2 separate regions of the Mus musculus genome follow, and region 1 is linked to region 2. A link is a contact called in public Hi-C data. All regions are on one chromosome and are shown on one strand. The core of a region is the stretch at or near the end of the contact, and the rest is flanking DNA. Distances in the headings are between cores, read along the strand shown. Region 1 has its middle 5.0 kb from the start of Gm22521. Region 2 has its middle 190 kb from the start of Gm41333.

Evidence for each region. A called contact is a pair of places that touch in the nucleus more often than the background predicts.
Region 1: a Hi-C map of Th1 cells shows a contact between it and region 2, with 3 times the contacts expected there. The contact joins two enhancer-like sites. A contact is called at or near these places in 1 of 15 datasets of contacts at CTCF or cohesin (pro-B cells) and 4 of 484 Hi-C or Micro-C datasets (the CH12 cell line, the N1E-115 cell line, Th1 cells and 1 more).

What each region holds. Positions count from the first base shown.
Region 1 is chr15:62,794,630-62,801,823 of GRCm38.p6, reverse strand. No RefSeq gene overlaps it. Among named protein-coding and RNA genes, the nearest start is that of Gm22521, 5.0 kb to the right of the region's middle. Within about 2 kb of position 1,788, at least 6 of the 459 cell types and tissues checked have an H3K27ac peak or open chromatin away from gene starts, as enhancers often do. A contact at or near this core is called in the CH12 cell line and Th1 cells, where this site is marked.
Region 2 is chr15:62,480,397-62,487,491 of GRCm38.p6, reverse strand. No RefSeq gene overlaps it. Among named protein-coding and RNA genes, the nearest start is that of Gm41333, 190 kb to the left of the region's middle. Within about 2 kb of position 5,416, at least 25 of the 459 cell types and tissues checked have an H3K27ac peak or open chromatin away from gene starts, as enhancers often do. A contact at or near this core is called in the CH12 cell line and Th1 cells, where this site is marked.

The sequences.
Region 1 (7,194 bases), core at 539-3,038, 320 kb before region 2:
ACCAGCGATTTCTCATTGTGAGAGCTTTGAGAAAAGTTCCTACCACAAGCACCTTTGTGGATTTGTAAAACAGCCAAAAGCAATCCAAATAACCGTGATGGGATAATCCTGGAAATATCTTTAAAACACCAACTTTGAAATAAATTGAGAAGATTACACAGAGTCCTAAAAGTCTCCACACTAGAGGGAAATGGTCAGTCTGTTCTGGGTCCCCTAGTTCTAATGTGAGTTCACATCTATAGGCACTGAACTCCTGAATCCAATGCTACTTATACTAACTTACTCAGTGAAAGCAGATAGTTCATTAATAATCAGCATGTGTAGAAGCCTGTCACATGGCAATGACCAAGGCTTGTGTTTCTCATCGGGAGGAAGGACAGAGACAATCCCGGGTAAAACATAAGTGTATCTCTTTGAACTCTCTGATCAGAAGGAAATAACACATTTTCAAATTTATCTTTAAGGTTCTAATATAGATTTGATTGATATCTTCTATAATTCATCCAGGTTTTTCCCATGATATACCATACACTCCACAATTTAAAGCTGAACTGTGATTCTGGGACATTCCATCATTATAGGCACCTATAAACTGGTTGTTTCTTCTCCTGCAAATACACCCACTGACAGTGGTATAGATGTGTGAATGTGGAGTATACAAGTCAAAGTATAATTTTAGAACTGTATCTTTCACATTAGTAAGACAATTTACTTCACTTAACCAGGATCCAATTTGTTTAACTAGAGAGAAAGTGTCTTGCTTTGGTGAGCAATGCTGCCCCAGAATACATGAGTTGCTAAATGACAGTCTCAGCACCAGGCATTCAAAAGCAAGGCAGGCTAATGTCATTGCCTAGCATAACTAGATTGCAAAACCTTTGGTTGAATACACGATATATTTCAGATGCAGTACCTAGAGAAATAAACCTTGAATGACCATGAAACTGTTTTCCTGTTGGTCAGCTTACATAGTGCCAGAAGATGCTGTGCAGGCTGCTGAGGACAGAGGGGGAGGGAAAAAGAGGAAGAAGAAGAAGAGAGAGTGAGCATACATATAAGATGCCTATAGCAATGTTTGCTATGTGTATGTATTTAATGCCAGTTGACATTATCAACATATTATTTCTTTTTGTTTCTTTCCAAAAATTTGAGAAATCACTTGAATAAGGCTAAGTGAAAGAGACCTGTAGCAGTTGAAAGCGCTGGGGATTCAGTCAAGGTTTTAGCTCTGGGAAGATTTACCAATTAACTCTAGACTGGCACCAGAGTTACATGTATTCCTGCTTAGACCTGCTCTCCTGTAAAATATCATGGAATATAATTACATGCTTTAATTGAATATAACACCAGTTAACTTAGTGAGTAATTTTTGCAATATGTGTAATGTTTTCTGTCACTCCCTATTCTTTTCAATGCAGCTTAATTTAGCCCACAGCTTTCTACCACTACAAGCTTTAGAAATGGGTTTTCCCCAGTCTCTGTGTTTGTGCTTAATTGCATCTTTATTTCTTTGAGAAAGGAAGGGAAATGGAGAAAGGAAAGGGGATGGGGAGGAATCACAGCACACCTTAACATTACTATTGCTTATAACTTTTGCTTTTAAGTTTGGGTAATTAAACTCAATAAAGGTTATATGAATATATACTCTAGAGCAGAGAGAAATAATCAATGAGGAGAGAAAAGAAGAATAAAAAGAAAATTCTTAAAGACCTCTAGATTCAGCAAGTTGCCCTAAGTCTTTAGGTTCTTAATGCTGAGAAGGCCGGGACAACAGGTCCTGCCTCCAAAACACATCATCTTTCATGTCTGTCAATTTCCTGCACACCCACACTGCTTTCACATAAATGGGGACTTGAAACTTTTAGTATCACTTGAGAAGAAAACCTCCTAAATAATAATAATGAAATGATCAGGAATAAACGTCCAACTTGAATTAGTATTCTAGCTTACATCTAATTCCCTTGTTACAGACATGTTTGCTTACTGAGATTTAAAGACATGCAAAATGGTCTTTATGTTTTCTTTATATTCAGTGGTCAGTAAAAGAAAGTCAAACAAACTAGAACAGAACAAGTTCTTAACTTTTAGTGGAAAATTTCATCCTTTCCTTAATTTTGAGTGGTATTGAACATCTTAAATTCAAATTTGTACAAAGGAATCCATACTAAAACTTAACATTGAAAGAGTGTATCTTTTATCTTGGAAATTAAACAGCAAACTTCCTCCAGAGCCAAACTATATAATCTACAGACAAGTTCTTTTTTGATCTATTCAATGTGAGTGGTAGATCCTTGTCATTTTACAATTTGTAAAGAGTGTTACGGTTTGTAAAGAGCTTCTTAGGACAGGGAGGCAGGAGTGGGTGGATGGGTGGGGAACACCCTCATAGAAGCAGGGCAAGGGGATGGGATAGGGGGCTTCAGGGGGCCAGAGATAACATTCAAAATGTAAATAAAGAAAATATCCAAGAAAAAAGAAAAAAGGAGTTTCTTGTCTGAGAAGGGCTAAGAGATAGGCTGGCTATGACACATCATAGGTACTAGCGAAGAGAGATGAAATAAAGCTCTTGGAACATGAGTTGAGGAGCAATTACACAAAGGTCATTGCCAATATTAGAAATGAGCAAACCAAAACTAGAGTAATTAGTTCTAGTCCACATTAAAACTACAGATAGATGGCTATGGTCAAGATCAAGATGGAAGAAACACAGAGTGATGTGACATTCCATACGAGTCAAGGAAAGTACAAGAAGAAGGAATTCAAGACGATTTGAACTTGAAAATGTGATATATAATACAACTTGGGAAAATGAAAGTCTTTTTTTTTTTTTTTAATTCTCCTTTGGCCAAGAATCATGACTACAGAACCTCCCTTGAGAGTGGGGTTTGGTGAGTCGCCTGGACAGCAGGACTGCTGGCAAAAGTTTTTTGTAAACCTCTCCTTAGGACTGGCTCTGGATAAGTTTGGCAAACAAAAATCACTGTAATAGTAGACCCCAGCCCTCGAGGAATCTATTTTTAGGTGTTATTTCTCAACTATAAATTTTAATCCATTACATTTTATATTATATTGCCTGCAAATAAAACTTCCCTAGGGCTTATATACACATACATACATGTATATGTATATCTATTTATACATATATGTCAATAAACACCAACACTAATATTATTATCTATATTCCCTACTTGTTTTACCCTGGTTATATTCCACCATTGAAGGAAGTCAAAGTAGGAACTCAAGGAAAAAAGACCTGTCTTGCTTTCTAACTCACTTATTAACAGGCTAATATTTAGCTAGATTTCTTACATGTCCCAGGACTACCTGAGTAGAGATGCTGCTGTCCACAGTGACTGAGTCTTTATAAACCAATTAATAAGCAAGATAACTATATATAAATATGCTCACAGACCATATTCTAGGCCTAGAAAATGCATAAATGGAAGCTTTTCTCTCAGATGACTCTAGGTTATGTCAAGTTAACAAATTTCATATTTTATTTATATTTTATATATATTTATGTATTATATAGTTATTTATACTTTATAAAGGAAACCAAGGGTCCAGGTTATTTAACCTTGTTGATCTTTCTGTGGAGTCCCTATCCACTTAGGGTCCCTCAATTCTCCCCGCAACTCTTCCACAAACTCCCTGAGTTCCATCTATTGTGGATCTTTTCATCTGTTTCAATCAGCTGCTGGAAAGAGCCTCTCAGAGAACAGTTATGTTAGACTACCATCAGAGAGCATAACGGAGTATCATTAAGAATGTCAGGAATTGGTTCTTGTTCACTGAATAGGTCTCAAGTTGGGTTCTTTCCAGTTTCTGGCTATTACAAATGAAGCTGTTATGAACATAGTTGAGCAAGTGTCCTTGCTAGAGCAATCAGACAACTAAAGGAGATCAAGACAATATAAATTGGGAAGGAAGAAGTCAAATATTGCTAGTCACAAATTATATGATAGAACACATAAATGACCCTGAAACCTTTACACAATAAGCAAGTGACTGGATATAAAATTAAGTTAAAAAAAATCAGCTGCCCTCCTTTATACAAACTTTTAATGTGCTCAGAAAGAATTTAGGGAAACAACACACTTCAGAATAGCCACAAATAATGTAAAATATCTTTGTGTAACTCTAACCAAGCAAGTAAAAGGCCTGTATGCCAAGAACGTCAAGTGTCTGAAGAAAGATAGTGATGAAAATATCAAAAGATGGAAGGATCTCCAATGCTAATGGATCGGTGGGATTAACATAGTAAAAATGGCCTTTTTACTAAAAGCAATCTGCAGATTCAATGCAGTTCTCATCAAAATTCCAACATATTTTTTTACAGACTTTGAAGGAGCAATTCTCAACTTTATATGAAAAAAAAAAAATCCCAGGATAGCTAAAATGATGTACAATCGAAGAACTGGAGGTATTATCATCCTTGAATTCAAGCTGTAATACAGAGCAATAGTAATAAAAACTGCATGGTATTTTTATAGAAACAAACAGGTTGATTAATGTAATCAATTGAAGATTCCTACAGATACCTGATCTTTGACCAAGAAGGCGAAAGTGTACAATAGGAAAAAGAAAGCATCTTGCACAAATGTTGCTGGTCTAACTGGATGGCTGCATATAGAAGAATGCAAATAGATCCAAAAAGATCATTGGGAAACTCTATGTTTTAAATACTTTGCTCCAAAAGCTTTTAACTTTTTAAATAAGACTGAAGAATTTGCAAACTCTGTAGTGTCGTGTTTGTTGTCTGACAATAGCATATAGGCTTATTCTCTCTATCCCAGTGTCAAGGAGAAGAAATTACATAACTTTATTTTCAATTTTACAAAGATATGTATTTACATGTCTGAATATAAGAATGCAGTTACACGTGCCCTTGCTTGAAGTCAAGCTGCAAATTCCAAAGACCAAACAAGGAGACAAAGAGCTGCCTGTGAATCTGTGAACGTGAGAAAAATTTAGAATGAATAGAGGAAATAATAAAACTGGAAGAAAGTGAGACGTACCTATACAGAGGAGAGCTATAAATAAACACACTAATGTATTTCAGGAACCCTGGACATCTTAAAACTAACAGTACCTTGTGGCATCCAATATTGAAATTAGTAGTGGGTCTCCAAGTTTGAGAACTTGTTGCGAGTGTGCAGTGTATATGGAGCAGAGGATGGCCTTGTCAGGCATCAATAGGAGGAGAGGTCCTTGGTCCTATGAAGGCTTAATAGATGTCCCAGTATAGGGGAATCGAGGGTGGGGAAATGGGTGGGTGGGTGGAGGAACACCCTCATAGAAGCGGGAGGAGGGGGTGAAATAGGGAGCTTTCGGGAGGGGGAACCAAGAAAGGGGATTACATTTGAAATGCAAATAAAGAAAATATCCAATAAAAAAAGAAAAAAGAAAGAAAGAGGATAAGAAAGGCTACATATGAGGGCTGAGGAAAATCCTAATGCATGTAATAGTCTTGAAACGAATTGGGAAGGACTATATAAATTTAAGTGATTTCTAGTTATAATTTTTTTTTCATTTTGAATGATGGGTAAGTACAGAAAATATATGTGGTAGTGAGGATGTAAAATCTCAAGTGACGTTCCACCACTTCAGAATGACTGTTCTAGCTGTATGAAAAGCTCATGGAGAAGTACAGACTAGTTAACTTCAGTGTGTGATTTTTCTTATTTGTGTGTCTTTTAATAATAAAGTTTGTAAAGTACACTCTAATAAATTGCAAGAGCCATTTGGAATATGTTTTTTTCAAACTTCCCTTATTCAGATTATTGCTCCCCCCTCTAACCCATCTCCCTCTTTAAACATTTTCACTCCATCTTCTTTCTCTTCCATTTCATTTATCTTTGCTCTGAACCAGATAAGAAGACCCTATTGTTGACAATACCATCTACACATTGATTGCATAATATAAAGAAATCAATCTGAGCCGGAACCTCTTCCCTGGACTACCTTTCATGGTTCCAAGAGACACTAGGGAGGCTTCTGGTGGAGAAAAAAAAAGCATCAAATGTCATACACAGCTATTAATTCTATGAACTAAAGGACGATCTCACCAGACAAAATATGCATACTTGTTCAGAGTTGGCAATATTGTTATTGGGATAACCAACTACTACTTGATGAGTTTGTGTTGCATCCCTTAGAATATCTACCTGGTATTGTAAATCTATTTTCAAAAACAACATGAGATGAGGCCATAAGACACTATTTCAGAACTGAACCTAATTACCCACATTGGCAAAGTATCAAGGTATCTTTTAAATATTCATGTTAATACCTGTAGGAGAACGCTACTCTCTGCCTTAATTATAAATGGATCTATGTCTTGTGAATGACAGTAAATGCAGACACTGGTAGCAGCACAGGATCCTGGAGATGAGTGGTAGGTGAGTGTGCATTCCCTTTGAGGCTTGGAGAATATTGTGAAGTAGTGAAAAGAATATGAGATGCAGGTTTTGAGAGAACGGCTGCAAAATACCATCTTCTGGGAAAGACAGTCATTACAAGTGTTAAGTCCACAGCAGTTGCATAATTCTGTACTAAGTCATGAAAATGAGCCTAGCCCATCAATAGTCACACATGGGTTCAGGAAGGACTCAAGGGGCTTCCATCCTCAATGATGAAGCATTTGGTAGTGATAATTTCAGGGAGGATGGAAGTTGTTGTTTCCATAGGTGATTCCATTAAGTTCTATTGAATAGTCCCAAAACAGTACTTACACACATGATCCTCCTTGCACCAGATCTCACACACACCAGAAAGAGAGAGAGAGAGAGAGAGAGAGAGAGGGAGAGAGAGAGAGAGAGAGAATATGAATGTCATAAATCTGAAAACAAGATTGGTAGAGAGGATGATAGGAGTAGTTAAGAGAACATGGGAGGGAGAACAGAGAGGACTTATGGAGACAGAAATCTGAATGAATTATACATGTGTATGAAATTTGAGAACAAATATAATTGGCAAAAACATAAGAAAATCCACCCAGAGTTTCATTGAAGAACTGATGTCAATTCTGTTCAACCTTTCCCAGAATCTGGAAAAATTAGTGACTCTTTCCCAGTTATTTTAGCTTTTTAATGATTCTCTGTGAATTCCACATAATGCACCCCAGTCACATTCATCTTCACCACCCCTCAGACCCACCTTCTACCCTTGCTACCTCCCCCTCAACAGATGAAA
Region 2 (7,095 bases), core at 4,167-6,666:
CAGTCGCATTAGATCCCCACAGCATCTCACGGGGCTTGTCACACATTGGGAAATGTTATCTGCGGACAGTAGAATGAACAGGATACACTTTGCTACAACTGGAATCCTAAACGTTTCTCCCAAAGACTCAAGGGGTAAAGACAAGGTCACACAAGACTATGATGCTCTCAGTGGGTAATGGAGCCAATAGCAGGTGAGGCTCTATGTCAGTAAGTCATTGGGATGTGCTCTGAAGGGACCATTGGGGTCTCTGATTTGTCCCTCTCCCTGCTCCCCAGTTACCAAGAGGTGAGCAGATTGTTACAGCTCCCTCCTGACATGCTGTTTTGTCGCTGCCCAAGACCCAAGGCAACATTACCAGTTAGCAAAGAACTGAAGCCTGAGAAACCACTAGCCAGAGCACACATTTCCTCTTTTGAGTTGTTTATCTCCGGAGTTTTGTTGTTGGTATTGCTTCAGTTATTTATTTTGTTCTCTTTCTTTCTTTCTTTCTTTCTTTCTTTCTTTCTTTCTTTCTTTCTTTCTTTCTTTCTTTCTTTCTCTCTTTCTTTCTTTTTTTTAAATCACACTGATAGAACACCAACTAGTACAGCTTTTCAAATCCTTTCTGGACAAAATAAGTCTTAATTTCTCACCACTCAAAATGCCATGCAAGCTACAAATACTAACGATCTGACAACCTCATAAATGTACTTACTGTTAGGCTGGAACTCTGTTCAGCCTCTGCACAAGCTGGGAAATCCCATCTGCCCTCGCTCCATCGACCCCACCCACTCAGAGAAAACTCTGTGCTAACCTGTAGTCACGCCTCATTTCTGCATTTCCCGCAGCCCACCTAAGAGTGCCTGCCCAAAGGCTCAGATTTTGGACCATATACAGACACAATCTCAGCTCCTAGTTGACCTGTCCTCATCACTCCTCCCTTAAACTCTATAAAACCCCCCCGGCTTTAACCCAGATGTGTGACTTCACTGACCTCCACCTGTGAGATCAGTGAACCCACCCAAGAGCTGAGAGCAGCCCCCTAATAAACCTACTTTTACCTAGTTTTAATCTGCTCTAATCTGGCCTATATTGGGGTCACTGAGGAAGAGAAAATGCCTATCACTTTCTCATATTAGAATTCATTTATTCATTCCAATTTTTAAGAAATCTGTAATATATTAGACGCTGTGATTCCCAAACATTTTACAAGGTTGGGGGTGGGGAGCAAAATAACCTACCACATTAGAAGTCAAAGCAGGGACTCTTTTTCAAGGGAAATGATGGAATCATACTAAAATATGAGAAGTAGGACCTCATGGGCACTGGCTTTGTCTTCCCACCTTCCAGGCACTGTCCTTACTGTGGTACAGGGATTTGCAAACTGGTACAGTAGCTGACTCAGTAGTAAAGAGTTCTTGATTTAAGGGTCACCTCTCCATATCTCAGTCACCGCACTCTACCAGTGCCGCAGAAATATGACTCTGACAAGCTGACTTGTGGATTCTATAAAGCCTTATTGTTAAAACAATAAGTAGCAGGCTGATATTTGTGGACGGATAACTCGCTGACTTGTGATAATATATTAAACACTTCCTTGTCTGTGCTTTATTGATTAACATTTCAATGTAGTGTGTGTGTGTGTGTGTGTGTGTGTGTGTGTGTGTGTGTGTGTGTGTACGAAACAACTAAAAAGGATGCCAGTATTTGGCTTGTGATGCGAAACTCTGTTCCTGCTCTTCTCTTTTTTCTTTATTAGATATTTTCTTTATATACATTTCAAATTTCAAATGCAATCCCGAAAGTTCCCTATACCCTCCCCCTGCCCTGCTCCCCTACCCACCCACTCCCGCTTCTTGGCCCTGGCATTCCCCTGTACTGGGGCCTCTCTTCCCAGTGATGGCCGACTAGGCCATCTTCTGCTACATATGCAGCTAGAGACACAAGCTCTGGGGGTACTGATTAGTTCATATTGTTGATCCACCTATAGGGTTGCAGTTCCCTTTAGCTCCTTGGGTACTTTCTCTAGCTCCTCCATTAGGGGCCCTGTGTTCCATCTTATAGATGGCTGTGAGCATCCACTTCTGTATTTGCCAGGCACTGGCATAGCCTCATACGAGACAGCTATACCACGGTCCCTTCATCAAAATCTTGCTGGCATATGCAATAGTGTCTGGGTTTGGTGGCTGATTATGGGATGGTATTCCTGCTCTTCTGCTCAAACCCTGTGATAGCAATGATGGGCCGTTTACCTTCCCTGGGGCTTCCTTCTCTCATCTGTATCCCAGGCCCATAATACTACCTCTTTGGGAGTGTTATTAGAATACTGAGATGACCAACACCGGAATTGTATCAAAAGCAATTTTTTTAGTATGTAACTAGACAAATCTCACGATTATAATCATTAGTGGTGAACAGAAGAATTCTGTAACTACTGATTTGGTTGTCCTTGTCTTACAAGATGAGCAACAAAGGCGGCCTTTCTCTGCCAAAATCCTTCAGTGGCTCTTACCTAGTTCTTACCAGATTTCCTAAACTAGCATATGAGGTTCTCTTAAACCTCTAAGCCATATGGCCAATTCACTGAGTCCATCACAGATAGCCCTGCACAACTTTCCAACCATATTATATTATTCATGTCTCAGTACCATATCTTCTGTGAAGCTTCTGAGTCTTGGGCATCAAGGATTGGAGCTTGAACTCATGTAATACCTACCACTTTCCTCATTCCTCTTTTTCTTTCCTCATTAAGGCTGTGCCATACAGGGACCCAGGCTATGTTTGTAGCGTGGACTACCTCTGTCCCTCTAAGATATGACCTTTTATTTATCCTTCTGTAGTCTCCAGAATTATGTTTGGCACATGCCTGGTGTCCAATAAATATTTGTGGCAGGGGTGACTAAAGAGATTTTTTTTTGCAAGGAACACCAAGGTCTAGCCATCCCCACAGACAAGTCAACAACAGCTGACAAGTCATACTGTCCCTGTCTGAGTGACCTCTATAGAGAATTCCAATCATTACGAATACTAGTCATCAAGGGATAATATTATAAGAGTCTTATCTGTATTTTGCACCACAGAGAGAATTCTACGGATGTCACCATAATCATTTCTCAAACTTTCCAGCCATAACAACAAATAAAATACATGCTCACCACTTCCCCAAGAGTCTGTGAAAGAAAAATACCCTTGAGACAATTATACTCTACTGATGATGTCTGCAGTAGTCAAGACTCCCCCAGAATCCACAAACACTATTTTAGAATGGGCCTCAGACACATGCTAGTCCAACTCTGTTCTTTTTACAAATGAGGGAGTAACAAATAGGCAGAATTTTGTTTTCAAAACCATTTTGTTGTGATGCTTTTCATTCGTATTGAATTGTTTTAGATTTGCAGAATTTTACAAGACATAACATTACTTAGAAATTGCACTTAGACTGTACAAGTACATATGTACATCTATAGCTAAAGGAAAATATAAATGTTGTTTAGAAGGAAAATTACGACATAGCCAAAACTTAGAGAGAAGAGAGCAGTTTCACCCTTATCAATAAGAGCTGTTCATCTAATGGTGAAAGTGTTTCTCCATCTCTAGGAGCATCGTCCTAAAGAGGGCTCACACCTGAAGGAGTCCTGGCTGGAGTAGGGAGGAAGGCATCCATTTGAAATCACTGACAGAACAAAAAGGATGTTTTATGAAACAGTCATCAGTCTGTGGAGAGTCCCCAGAGGTATTTATAGCTGCTCTCTGTTCTGACTAAATCCAGTAACTCTGGAACCTGCTTTCCTGTATTGAATCATCCCCTCCCAGTTGCTGGGAAGAGGATATGAAGGTTGGGCCAGCCTTGCTGGTTCTAGGCCCAATGGTAACAATGGAGAAAGTCTTGAAGGAATACCAAAAGCCATGTGGCAAAGTCAAAATTATATCCAAAAAATACAAACACACAACCAAAGGAAGTTTTTGATCTGAAGAGAGGTAGAAGACTGTATTAAGACATAAGGATGTCTTATCAGTACAATGAGGGAAGATATTGTTTCATTAATAGAATGGAAAGGCATTTCTAAAATCTGAAGTATTTGGAAATATAGATACATAGCAATAATTCAGGGTCCAATCCAAGCAAAGAATGAAATAGACAGTATCCGAGATTAGTACCTATAACATTAGACAGGACAGTACTCAAGTTTCTGATGCTTAAGAAACCTGAGATTTGAGTCAAATTTCAATTTCCTCAGTGGCAAGTGGGTAAAAATGGTGTGACAACATGATGTTGGTGGTGATGGTTAAAATGGATAGCAATGGCTATCTACAAAGGACACACAAGTGGTCAATAGTCTCCACACCCTGTTCACTTACACTGAACTTGACATCACGAGGAAAATATTTCACTTACTCATAGGTCCTTGTTAATTACTTTAGAACTAAAAGAACCAGTTTTTAAAAGATGCTAATTCTCTCTTATATAAGGTGATGATATACATTTCAGAGAGCGATGTGAACCACAGTGAACATATTTTCTTTCATTAGTATTTTTGCTATGTTTGTATATTCATAGTTGACAACCACAGCAGTTTAAATGCTTATGAGCCCCAGTACCTGTTCATTTCCATCCCCCTTCTTTCCATCCTAACCAATATTCCATTTCTAAGGACAAAGCCAGAGAACAGCAATGCCAACCCATTCACAGAATCCAGCAACAGGGAATTGAATAGGATTGTGCAGCCGAGTCACCTACAGGGACACAAATAGCTGGTTTTCCTCATACTTGTCTCAGCAGCCAGCCAAACTCATTCAGTGTTTCCGCTTACCCCGCTAGAGCCTATCACCTAAGCAGAATGCCAGTGAGAACAGGTAACGGCAGCATATGCTTGAAGAAACAAGAACACATGGGTGTTTACCGGCATGTGTCGGATCTGCAGCACTCACTTTCCAGATGAGTCACATGTACAGCCTAATGGCTTCCTTCTATTTTAACAATGAAAATAGGATTTCTTACACAGCAACCCACATGCAAATGTTTGAACCAATGCTGTTTTAGGTCACAGCGTTTCCCTCACATCTTTTAGTCAGCAAACCAGAATTGTAGCAGAAGCAGTATAAAAAGCTTTTCCATTTTAGTCAAAGAAGAAAAGTCCACGCTGTGTAGAGAAGTCAGAGGGCATCACCCTGACATCAGTATCCTCCAGTTGACATGAAATAAGCCTTCTATCTGCACAGTGGATCTCATACCTAATTAGAGATCAGAGGCCCCATGATTTTGGGTCTTCAGTAGTTCAAGTGATTAAATGCTGGCCCCAAACTGTCCTGTTTTAGGGTCAGAAAGTTACGTCTTAATGAGAGGCTTTGCCACTTCCTATAAAAGGTAGGAGTTGCTTGCTGTCATATTAATTCCATGATGCCCTACTGTTTGTACTGAGCTTCACAGCTTGCATACAGCACACACAGCTTAGTCACCATCCTTTTCCAGAAGTACACATTTTAGGTGTGACACCCTATATCTAGTTAAAGTCACTCCAGCTGTCTCAAAAGATATAGGTTTGACTACTTGTCACATTCAAAAACCCAGCTTATGGAACTCCTTGGTAAAAACTTTCCTGATTGGCCTTTCTGTTTCCAAATTGCTTTTCAAGCAGCCTTTCTCTTCTAATACCTTGAATATTGCATTATGCATGGCACATCAACTTCACACCAACTCATGAATGGTCCACATAGAAATAGGAATTGGTAAAATGTGGCTCAAGTAGATGCCTCGGGCTAATGTCCACTTCAGGGAGCTAGAGCAGGGCAGCAATTATTCAGGGCACATAGGTCATCAAGGATGGATAATGCCAATTATATTTAGGAGGGCCTTGATGACAGAAATAAAATCTAAGGGCTCCCATCCCTTCCAAACAGACAGTGCAAAATCCCTAGGTATGGTGATTTGAATAAGAATGGCCCTGATGAGTATCTGTGTTTGAACACTTGTTTCCTTGTGGGTGAACTGTTTAGGAAAAATTAGGAGCTGTGGCATTATTGGAGGAATTGTATTATTAAGGGTGGGCTTTAAGGTTTCAAAACCCCATATCAGACCCAACTCCGCCCACTCTTTCTCTGCCATCATCTTGCAGATAAGATGTAAACTCTCAGCTACTGCTGCAGTGTATTGTCTGGGTGCTTTCCACCACAATGGTTATGGACACACCTTCTTAAACTTTAAGTAAGCCCCTATAAAATGCCCTCCTTTATAAGTTTCCTTTATCGTGGTATCTTTTCATGGCAATAGAGAAGTAATTAAGACGCCAGGTAACAGATGATGACAGATGTTCTGGGACAAAAGGATAAAGAACAGAACTAGAGTGAAGCATCACTTCATACGTGCTACTGTGGTCCTTTTATTTGCTGGATGAGTGTGAGAGAGCTGGGCATGTGTACAGGTGCAAATGTGCCATGGTGCAGGTGCCCAGGGGACAGGTATTGATACTATGTTGGCTCTGGGGACCCAACTCAGGTGGTCAGGTTTGGTGGCAAGCACCTTTAAATGCTGAGGCATCTTGACAGCTCCATTAATTTTAAACTTCCTAGGGATATAAGAGGAATCTCTACACTCTACTGACGAAAATAGATAATGGTTATAGGTGTTATGGGAAAGGTGTAATGAATCCCGATAAAACCAAACACAAAGTTTTACCCTATGATCCAGACATGCCATTTTGGATCTATACCAAAAGGAAATAAAACATGGGAATTCAATGAGATAGTTGAGTATCTATATTCACTTCAACAGTTTTCACAATAGTGAAAACATAGAAGTATCCAGATGTCCACCAGCAGATGAAGAAATAAGTCAAAGGTACACATTCACCATAGGATGTTATTATGCCTTTAATAAGGGGGAAACTTTGACATATGCTTCAACATCGATGAACCATGAGCACCTTGTGTTGTATGAACACAGCCACAAAAGGACAAACAGAATTGATTCTACTTAGATGAAGCAGCAAGACCAACCATTCCATTTTATAGAGACAAAAGTAGAATGAGTGTCATAGGACACAGGGGATGATGGCAGTGGTTTTTTGTGCAGGGATGTGAAGTTCCAGGGTGGAGACTGAATGATGATATAAAGAG